Regions from separate parts of the Sus scrofa genome. Here region 1 is linked to region 2. A link is a contact called in public HiChIP or PLAC-seq data. All regions are on one chromosome and are shown on one strand. The core of a region is the stretch at or near the end of the contact, and the rest is flanking DNA. Distances in the headings are between cores, read along the strand shown.

The links. HiChIP or PLAC-seq counts read pairs in DNA pulled down with a chosen protein or histone mark.
Region 1: an H3K27ac HiChIP or PLAC-seq map of alveolar macrophages shows a contact between it and region 2. The contact joins the enhancer-like site here to the promoter of RAP2B in region 2. A contact is called at or near these places in 6 of 47 Hi-C or Micro-C datasets (blood, embryonic fibroblasts, fibroblasts and 3 more) and 1 of 2 datasets of contacts at active chromatin or transcription factors (alveolar macrophages).

The regions. Positions count from the first base shown.
Region 1 is chr13:93,386,611-93,390,458 of Sscrofa11.1, forward strand. No RefSeq gene overlaps it. Among named protein-coding and RNA genes, the nearest start is that of RAP2B, 80 kb to the left of the region's middle. Within about 2 kb of position 1,446, at least 16 of the 83 cell types and tissues checked have an H3K27ac peak or open chromatin away from gene starts, as enhancers often do. A contact at or near this core is called in alveolar macrophages, embryonic fibroblasts, mesenteric adipose tissue and 1 more, where this site is marked.
Region 2 is chr13:93,306,616-93,310,417 of Sscrofa11.1, forward strand. RAP2B (RAP2B, member of RAS oncogene family) reads left to right here and starts at 1,497. Exons shown (of 1, transcript NM_001123185.1): 1 at 1,497-2,048. The coding sequence starts at 1,497. The coding sequence ends at 2,048.

The DNA.
Region 1 (3,848 bases), core at 196-2,695, 80 kb after region 2:
AGAGAAACTACATACATGTATGATTGGGTCACTTTGGGGTACAGCAGAAATTGGCACCTTGTAAATTGATCACACTTAAATAAAAAGAAGAAATGTCTTTGCAGATGTAATCAAATGAAGATGAGGTCACTAGGGCAGGCCCTAACTCTGTTGTTATTGGTGTCTTTATAAGAGAAAAGACCGACATCTGAGGAGAAAACCACGTGAAAACTCAAGTAGGGATTCAACTTTTGCATGATAAGCCATGAAACACCAGGGATTGTTGGCAATACCAGAAGCTAAGAGAAAGGCATGGAAAAGATTCTTTCCTAGAGTCTTCAGAGAAAGCATGGCCCTGAAGAACACTTGATTTCAAACTTCCGGCCTCCAAAATGGAGAGAAGTTTCTGTTGTTCAAAGCTACCCAGTTTGTGGTACTTTATTATGCAGCCCTACAAATCTAATATACTAAGTATAAAAAAATAGTAACTACTTGCTGACTAAAAAGTTAGTAGTACCTTCTACGAGGCTCTTCAAAAGATAATTTCAGACAAGTTCTCCTATTTTGCATATACATTCTATTTCATTTTATTTGAGTGGTCAGTTTCCCAGTGCTTATTTCCTTTCCTTTGCTTTTATCAAATGACAAGATCCTTTCCAAACTGAACCTCTTTTAGGAATAAGGGCAGATGTGGGTCTGGTACTCAATATGAAGGGAAAAGTGGCAATGGCAGAGGGGACAGTCTTTCCTTCTTTGTATGACTGGGGAGGGTTGGGATGATTGTGAGAAAGACTTCACCTAAACCTCAACAGAATGAAACCTCATAATGGGTTGTGTCACAGTTGGGTATCTATGATAGTTGGGGTCCTCTTTAGTTGGTGTCCTTTAAGAAGCAAACATCAAGCTGAGATAGATGTGCAGGAAATGTATCAGGAGAAATGCCTGAGAAGGATAAAGGGAAGGATACAGAGGGGTAATCTGGAAAAGGCAAGGGGAGCCTTCCAATCCAAATGCTGGTCTGACTCATGTGAAGGGGACAGAAAAGGAAGAAATGTTGTATAGGAAGAGTTTTGGGCTTCAGCACAGTTCCAAGAAATGTTCAGCCAGGTCAATGGGAAATCTTGCACCCAAATTACTTATCAGGACAGTTCTGTATCCAAGGAATGACTTGTCCAAACCCTCCCATGCTCAGTCACTGGCTAGGAACATTCAAAGGAAATGTAACTTGAGCTCAGATGGGGTGGTGGATCTAGAAGGGTAGCATCTGACCCATCAGTCAACCATGCTTCCAGCCCCAGGAGATTTGAGAAAGTATTTTCAAGGCCATGACTTTGTTCAAATCCAGAACAAATTTTGCATGTTGCCAGGAGATCATGAGAGGGCTAGAATTCTTGAGTAATAAGTCAACTTCGGCCTAATTCATTTGCTGATTCCTAAAACGATACTTCCCTTTGGCAATGGCTGGTCAGAGGCAGCTTTCTTATTTGCTTGCCTTGTGGTTCCAGGTTCCTGTCTGTGGCTCTGAGCTGTGCTTCTTGGCAGCAGCTCTTGCCCAAGATGTCTCCCACTGAGAAGGACTCTGTGCAAGCAGGTCTTCGGTGAGCCTCATGCTGTGCTGCAGAATGCCTAACAGAATGCAGCAGCTCAGTGTGTTTCTCCCAGCTTCAGGAGTGGTTTGCTCTGGAAGTGGTTCCTGGTGCCTCTTTTGCTTTCATTGTTCCTTCTGCCCAGGGCCCTCCTTCCTCTTTTGCCTATTCAAATAATGCCCGAATGTCAAAGCTCAGCTTAATTCCCCTTCTTTCCCAGAATTCAAAAACATATTTTAAAACATATTCATTATTCAGTCAAGGATTTCCTTGTTCATTAACTTTTCACATGGGCCTATATTATTTCACTAATAAAGTATATGACAAATTCTTAAATGTATCAAACATGATAAATACTTTTCTATGGGACTAAAAAAACTAGAAAAATACTGACACTGCTCATATTATTCAATAATATCCAGTGAATACCTGCAATGACAGTGGGCCTGGTCACCCAGTAACTACTCCTGGCTCCTGAGTACTGATGACATTCTCTATGTTTCCAGACCCTGATCCTTTTTTTTTAAAGGAAATTTTAAATTTCCTTTTTTGGGGGGTCTTTTTTTAGGGCCATACATGCGGCACATGGAAGTTCCCAGGCTAGGGGTTGAAATGGAGCTGCAGCTGCCAGCCTACACCACAGTCACAGAAACACGAGATCCAAGCTGTGTCTGCAACCTACACTGCAGCTTGTGGCAATGTTGAATCCTTAACCTACTGAGTAGCGCCAGAGATCAGACCTGTGTCCTCATTGATACTAGTTTGGGCTCATTACCGCTGAACCACAATAGGAACTTTCTAATTTCCTTTATTTTTTATTTATTAATTTAATTTTATTGGAGTATAGTTGACTTCCAATGTTATATTAGTTTCAGGTGTACAGCAAAGGGAATAAATCATACATATAGATATATCCATTCTTTTTTTTCTCCATATAGGTTATTATAGACTATTGAGTAGATTTTCTTGTGCTATATAATAGGTTCTTGCTAATCATCTATTTTATGCAGTAGTGAGTATACGTTATTCCCATTCTTCCTTCCCTCCAACAGTTTTACTTATGGTAACCACAAGATTGGTTTTGAAATCTGTCAGTTTGTTACCATTTTATAAATAAGTTCTTTTGTCAGACACTGATGATTGATTGTGAGTTGATGGGACTATTCTTATGGATGCTAAAAGGTATTCCAAATTATTTTCTAGTCAAAATAACTTTGCATATACTGGATAAAACAATTATACACACACACACACACACACATTTTTCCTTTGTAATATATTTTAGAATCTTTATTTAATGTTTTTTGGCACTGTGAAGCTTAAAGAGTTAACACAGTATGGAGCATTTACTAAAGCTTCTTTGACCACAGAGCTTTTTTTTTTTTCCTCCAATGAAGCATCTTGAGAGACTGGAACTATATATTTTTGGCAATACTGAATTAAATATCTAATCTTCCCAGGAGCGATTTTCATTTTAATGGGAAATTCTAGAAGACTGAAAAGACTTTATGACCTAAGAGTGACGCTCTAATGGTGGAATTTCAGGCATTGAGAAAATCAGGAAAGTTATGAAGAGGAGGAGAGACTATTTTGGCATGGGTCTGATGTATCCTGCCTGATAACACTGCCCTTCCAGTGACCTCCTGGAAGCTCTTATTAAGAGCTCCAATTTTGCTGCATGCTGTCCTGATTTGGATTCAAACTGAATTGTTCTATTATTCACAGACTTCATGTTATCACTTGCCCTGCCTCTCCCCACTTCAGAGCTGAGCTCCTTCCCTGTGAAACTTCTTGTTAGCCTAGAAAAGCAGTCTGAGAAATTGTATGACTCCTCCATTCTCAGAAAAGATAACCTTGGTTTTTAGCCTAAAATTGAATCCTATCTCAAGAGATGTGACTTGGCCTGTCTGGCTGGGGACACTTCAAGGTTATCAACTCAACACAGGTCCACTGAGCAACCAGAATGTGCAAAATCCTATGCTTTATGCGTGCCTAATATCACAGTTTTCTCTGTTTCTTAGGAACAATCTAGATTAATGCACAAACCTAAATTTAGTAGTCCAATTTTTTTAATGTTTAAACAAATGTCATGTTCTTATTTTGAACGCAAAATGAAAGAAAAGTAGTATCTTTGTTAAGGTCTCCACTAAAACTTTTGTTTATACAAGTTGTACATAACTGGGTTATGATCTGTCTCTAAAGCTTTCTGCTTCAGAAGATTGTTGTGTAGTCATTAAAAACATGCTATTAGACTGTGATCATTACTTTTTTATGCATCACCCA
Region 2 (3,802 bases), core at 247-2,746:
GAAAGAACAGCTGTGCCTCCGCCTCTCAACTCAATCTCTATAAATAACCAATCACGAGCGGAGTCTACTTTTTAGCCAATGAAGCAGCCCAAACTGATAAGATCTTGGCAGTAGCCAATGGGAGAGCATTTGAGGGTGTGAGATTTGCGCCCCGGGACCAATGGGTCCAGAGTCTGGGAGAGGTAATTTGAGCTAGAGTGTGGGTGTGTGGTGCACAAGCTTCCTACTTCCAAGCCCCCAAACCTGCTCTGTGCACTGAGCATGCCCTGACTAGCTGCGGGCGCCACCGCCGCTTTGGATAGGACTGTAATCCGCTCTCCAGATTTTGGCCCCAGCTGACTGGGGCGGGGGAGGGGGCGAGTGGGGGGGCGGGGTGGCCCGCGGAACCCTAGCCCGAAGACAGCTCTGGTTAGTAGAGGCAGCCCTTTCCCTAGTCGCAACAGGGTTTCAGACCCAGCATTCCCGTTTTCTTTGTCCCAGAGATGAAAGTGCGGGAGAGTAGGCCAGAGAAGGTCGGGTAGAAAGAGCTGCGCCTTGGGTAGGGGAAGATGGTCTTCCCGCCAAACACCCAAACGTCCTTTGGGTCTCAATCCCGGGAGACACACCCTCCGGGGGTCTGGGAAGTGGGATCTACGGGCTCTGAATGATGCGAGGCAAGAGCCCAATCCTCCCTATTCCCAGGGAGGAGTGAGGGGGTGGCTGCCGCACCCACTCGCTTCTCGAAGAGCCTGAGCCCCTATGTATGAACCCAGAGCGGCGAAAGAAGGCTGCCTCCAACCTCCCACTGGAGCTCTCCCAGCCCGCCACAAACACCTACACATCCCGGCACATTTGTCCTCTTGCTGGGAGACCAGAGCCTCCGGCGAATCCGCTAGTCCCGACTCAAATCGCGAGCCCCACCCACAACCCCGCCTCCGCCCGGCTCCCTGGAAAACCAGGAGCAGCGGATCCGGCGGGAGCGGCCGGCGGCGGCGCACTGGGCATGCTCGTCCGGGCGGGGAGGGCCGGGCTGCGCGCGGCGAGTAGGAAGCCCTCGCCCCGCGGAGGCTGAGGAAGAGAGCTCCATGGGCCGCGGCGGTGGGCGCACGCTCTGCGGGGACTCATGCCACGCGCGTCCCGGCCCGACGCGCAATTAGCTGCCGCCTCCGCAGCCCGCTACCTCCGCCGCCTCCTCGCCCTTCTGGGCTGCCGCGACGAGAAGCTGCAGCCTTCGCTTTGCACAGGCTGCCGGCATTGTCCTCCGGTTCCGCCGCCCAGGCTGCCGCTGCCGCTGCCGCCGCGGGCTGCTGCGGGGCCCCGGACCTGCGCCCCAGGGACGCGCTGCCGCTGCCGGCCGGCCCGGCGCCCGGCCCCCGCTCGGTGATTTCCGCGCTCTGCGCTCCTCGGCCATTTCGCTCCTGAGTTTTTCCTGCGGAGCTGAGGAAGGGTAGAAGTCCAGCCGCCAAGCCCAGCCTTACTACGGCGCGCAGCCCCGACGGGCGAGCGCCGACGGAGCCATGAGAGAGTACAAAGTGGTGGTGCTAGGCTCGGGCGGCGTGGGCAAGTCCGCGCTCACCGTGCAGTTCGTGACCGGCTCCTTCATCGAGAAGTACGACCCCACCATCGAGGACTTCTACCGCAAGGAGATCGAGGTGGACTCGTCGCCGTCCGTGCTGGAGATCCTGGACACGGCCGGCACGGAGCAGTTCGCGTCCATGCGGGACCTGTACATCAAGAACGGCCAGGGTTTCATCCTCGTCTACAGCCTCGTTAACCAGCAGAGCTTCCAGGACATCAAGCCTATGCGGGACCAGATCATCCGCGTAAAGCGGTACGAGAGAGTGCCCATGATCCTGGTGGGCAACAAGGTGGACTTGGAGGGCGAGCGCGAGGTCTCTTACGGCGAGGGCAAGGCCCTGGCCGAGGAGTGGAGCTGCCCCTTCATGGAGACATCGGCCAAAAACAAAGCCTCGGTGGACGAGCTGTTTGCCGAGATCGTGCGGCAGATGAACTACGCGGCGCAGCCCAACGGAGACGAGGGCTGCTGCTCGGCCTGCGTGATCCTCTGAGGCGCCCGCGGCTGCCGCGCGCCGGCCGAGCTCTGCGCACAAAAGCCAAACGCACCCGACTCTAAATGTGATTTCTCTTCTTGCTTTGAGATTGGAGACGACTTTGCATCGGCCGGGGTGTCCCGGGAGCCCGGCTGGCCCCCGTGGCCATGTCCCCTGCCTCTGCCCCGTGTCCGAGGGGGTGTGCCGTTCTGACCATCCGAGACCCGATGGAAATGTGGCTCTTTGCGGCATGTACGTTTCTCATTGATTTTGGTTGACGCGTTATTTCCCCATTGACGCAGCCGTTGGGGCGCTGTATTGGCAGCTTGACACCGGCAAGCGAAAGTTTCAGCCTGGAGAAAAAAAAAAAAAAAAAAATGGGGTGGGGGAGGAAGAGGACGGGGAGAAGGTTGGAAAGGGGGAGTTTTTTGTTTTTGTTTTTCTGTCCAAAACCGTTTTTCTCGTTCCAAGTTTTAAATACTCGGAAGGAAGTCCGGGAGAACCAAATGAAGGAGCAGGAGGAGAGGAAAAAACTTTTGTTTTTTTTCCTCGTTTTCCAGGAGTAGCTGGAAATTAAGATCGGGTTCCTTTTCTGCCAGCTTGGAAGGGCAACCCCGTGACTGATTATGATTCTGAGGATGTCTATGCAAAGTTGGATTCTTGTTACAGTGTATCCAATCTGAAGTATTGCACATCTGAACTGGGACTGTTAACACTGATGCCAATACAGTGTGGGGTGCCAGAATGTGTCTGCTGATATTTGTGGAAAAAAAAAATCTATTTTTGTTTACCTACTGTATCAAAGGGGAGTCTGGGGGAGAACGGTAGTATTTTTTTTTATCAGCTGTGAAAAAAAATGTTACAGATCTGCACATTTTTGTGTGTACTGTTGTGTGTGTGTGTGTTTTTAGATTTAGCTTTTTGTTCTTATTGGTTGGCAGTAACAGGTTTTGATGACTAGCTCTTTAAAACACAGTACAAAGACTTCACAAATGTGATTCAGGGCCCCCAGCACCCCTGTGTCTGCAGAGTGCCTTCAAAACTCAGCTGTTCCAGCCGGTGCCAACCTGTGAATTTCCCACCAGATCCCCTCAAACCACTTCCCCATTTCCTTTCAGTAATCTTCCTGAAGGAATCAGGACAATAGGGCCTGTTGTTCGGTGAATTTCTTTATTATTTCCAGCTTTTAAGATGTAATTCACTTATTTTGCAATGGGTTTCTTTTTTCTTTTTTTCTTTCTTTCTTTTTTTTTTTTTTTTTTTTTGCTTCATTTTGTTCCAGTGTTCAGGTATTTAGCTCCCCTTTTGTATCATTTTTTAAAATTTTTGGTTTTCTGTTATAGGGTGTTCCTCCAGAAGCAAAGAGCAGAATTTTGCTGTTGTGATGTACCAAGAGAATTCTAACAACTTGTAATTTTTAATTCCAGACATGTGTTTAATCATTGTCTCTTCATTTTAAGATTTTTAATACAAATGTCATTTTTAAAGAAATCCAAAAATTTGTTTGTGTTTCTGTGTTTCATATTCAGTTATTTAAACAGTACTGTGGCTGAGGTGGACAGGGGGAAGGTGCATGAAGCCCCCAAGAGTGGTTTGCCAAATTCTGAAGAGAGGTGTGTCTCAGTGACAAGTTGAGTGACACTCCTCCCAACTCCTTAAATATGGAAAAAATCGTCGAGGTCTAGGAAGTCTTGCGGTGTCAGGTATGGCCATACGTTGACTACAGGATATTGAATCTGTTCTGCTGACTTGGAGCAGTTTATCTCACATTA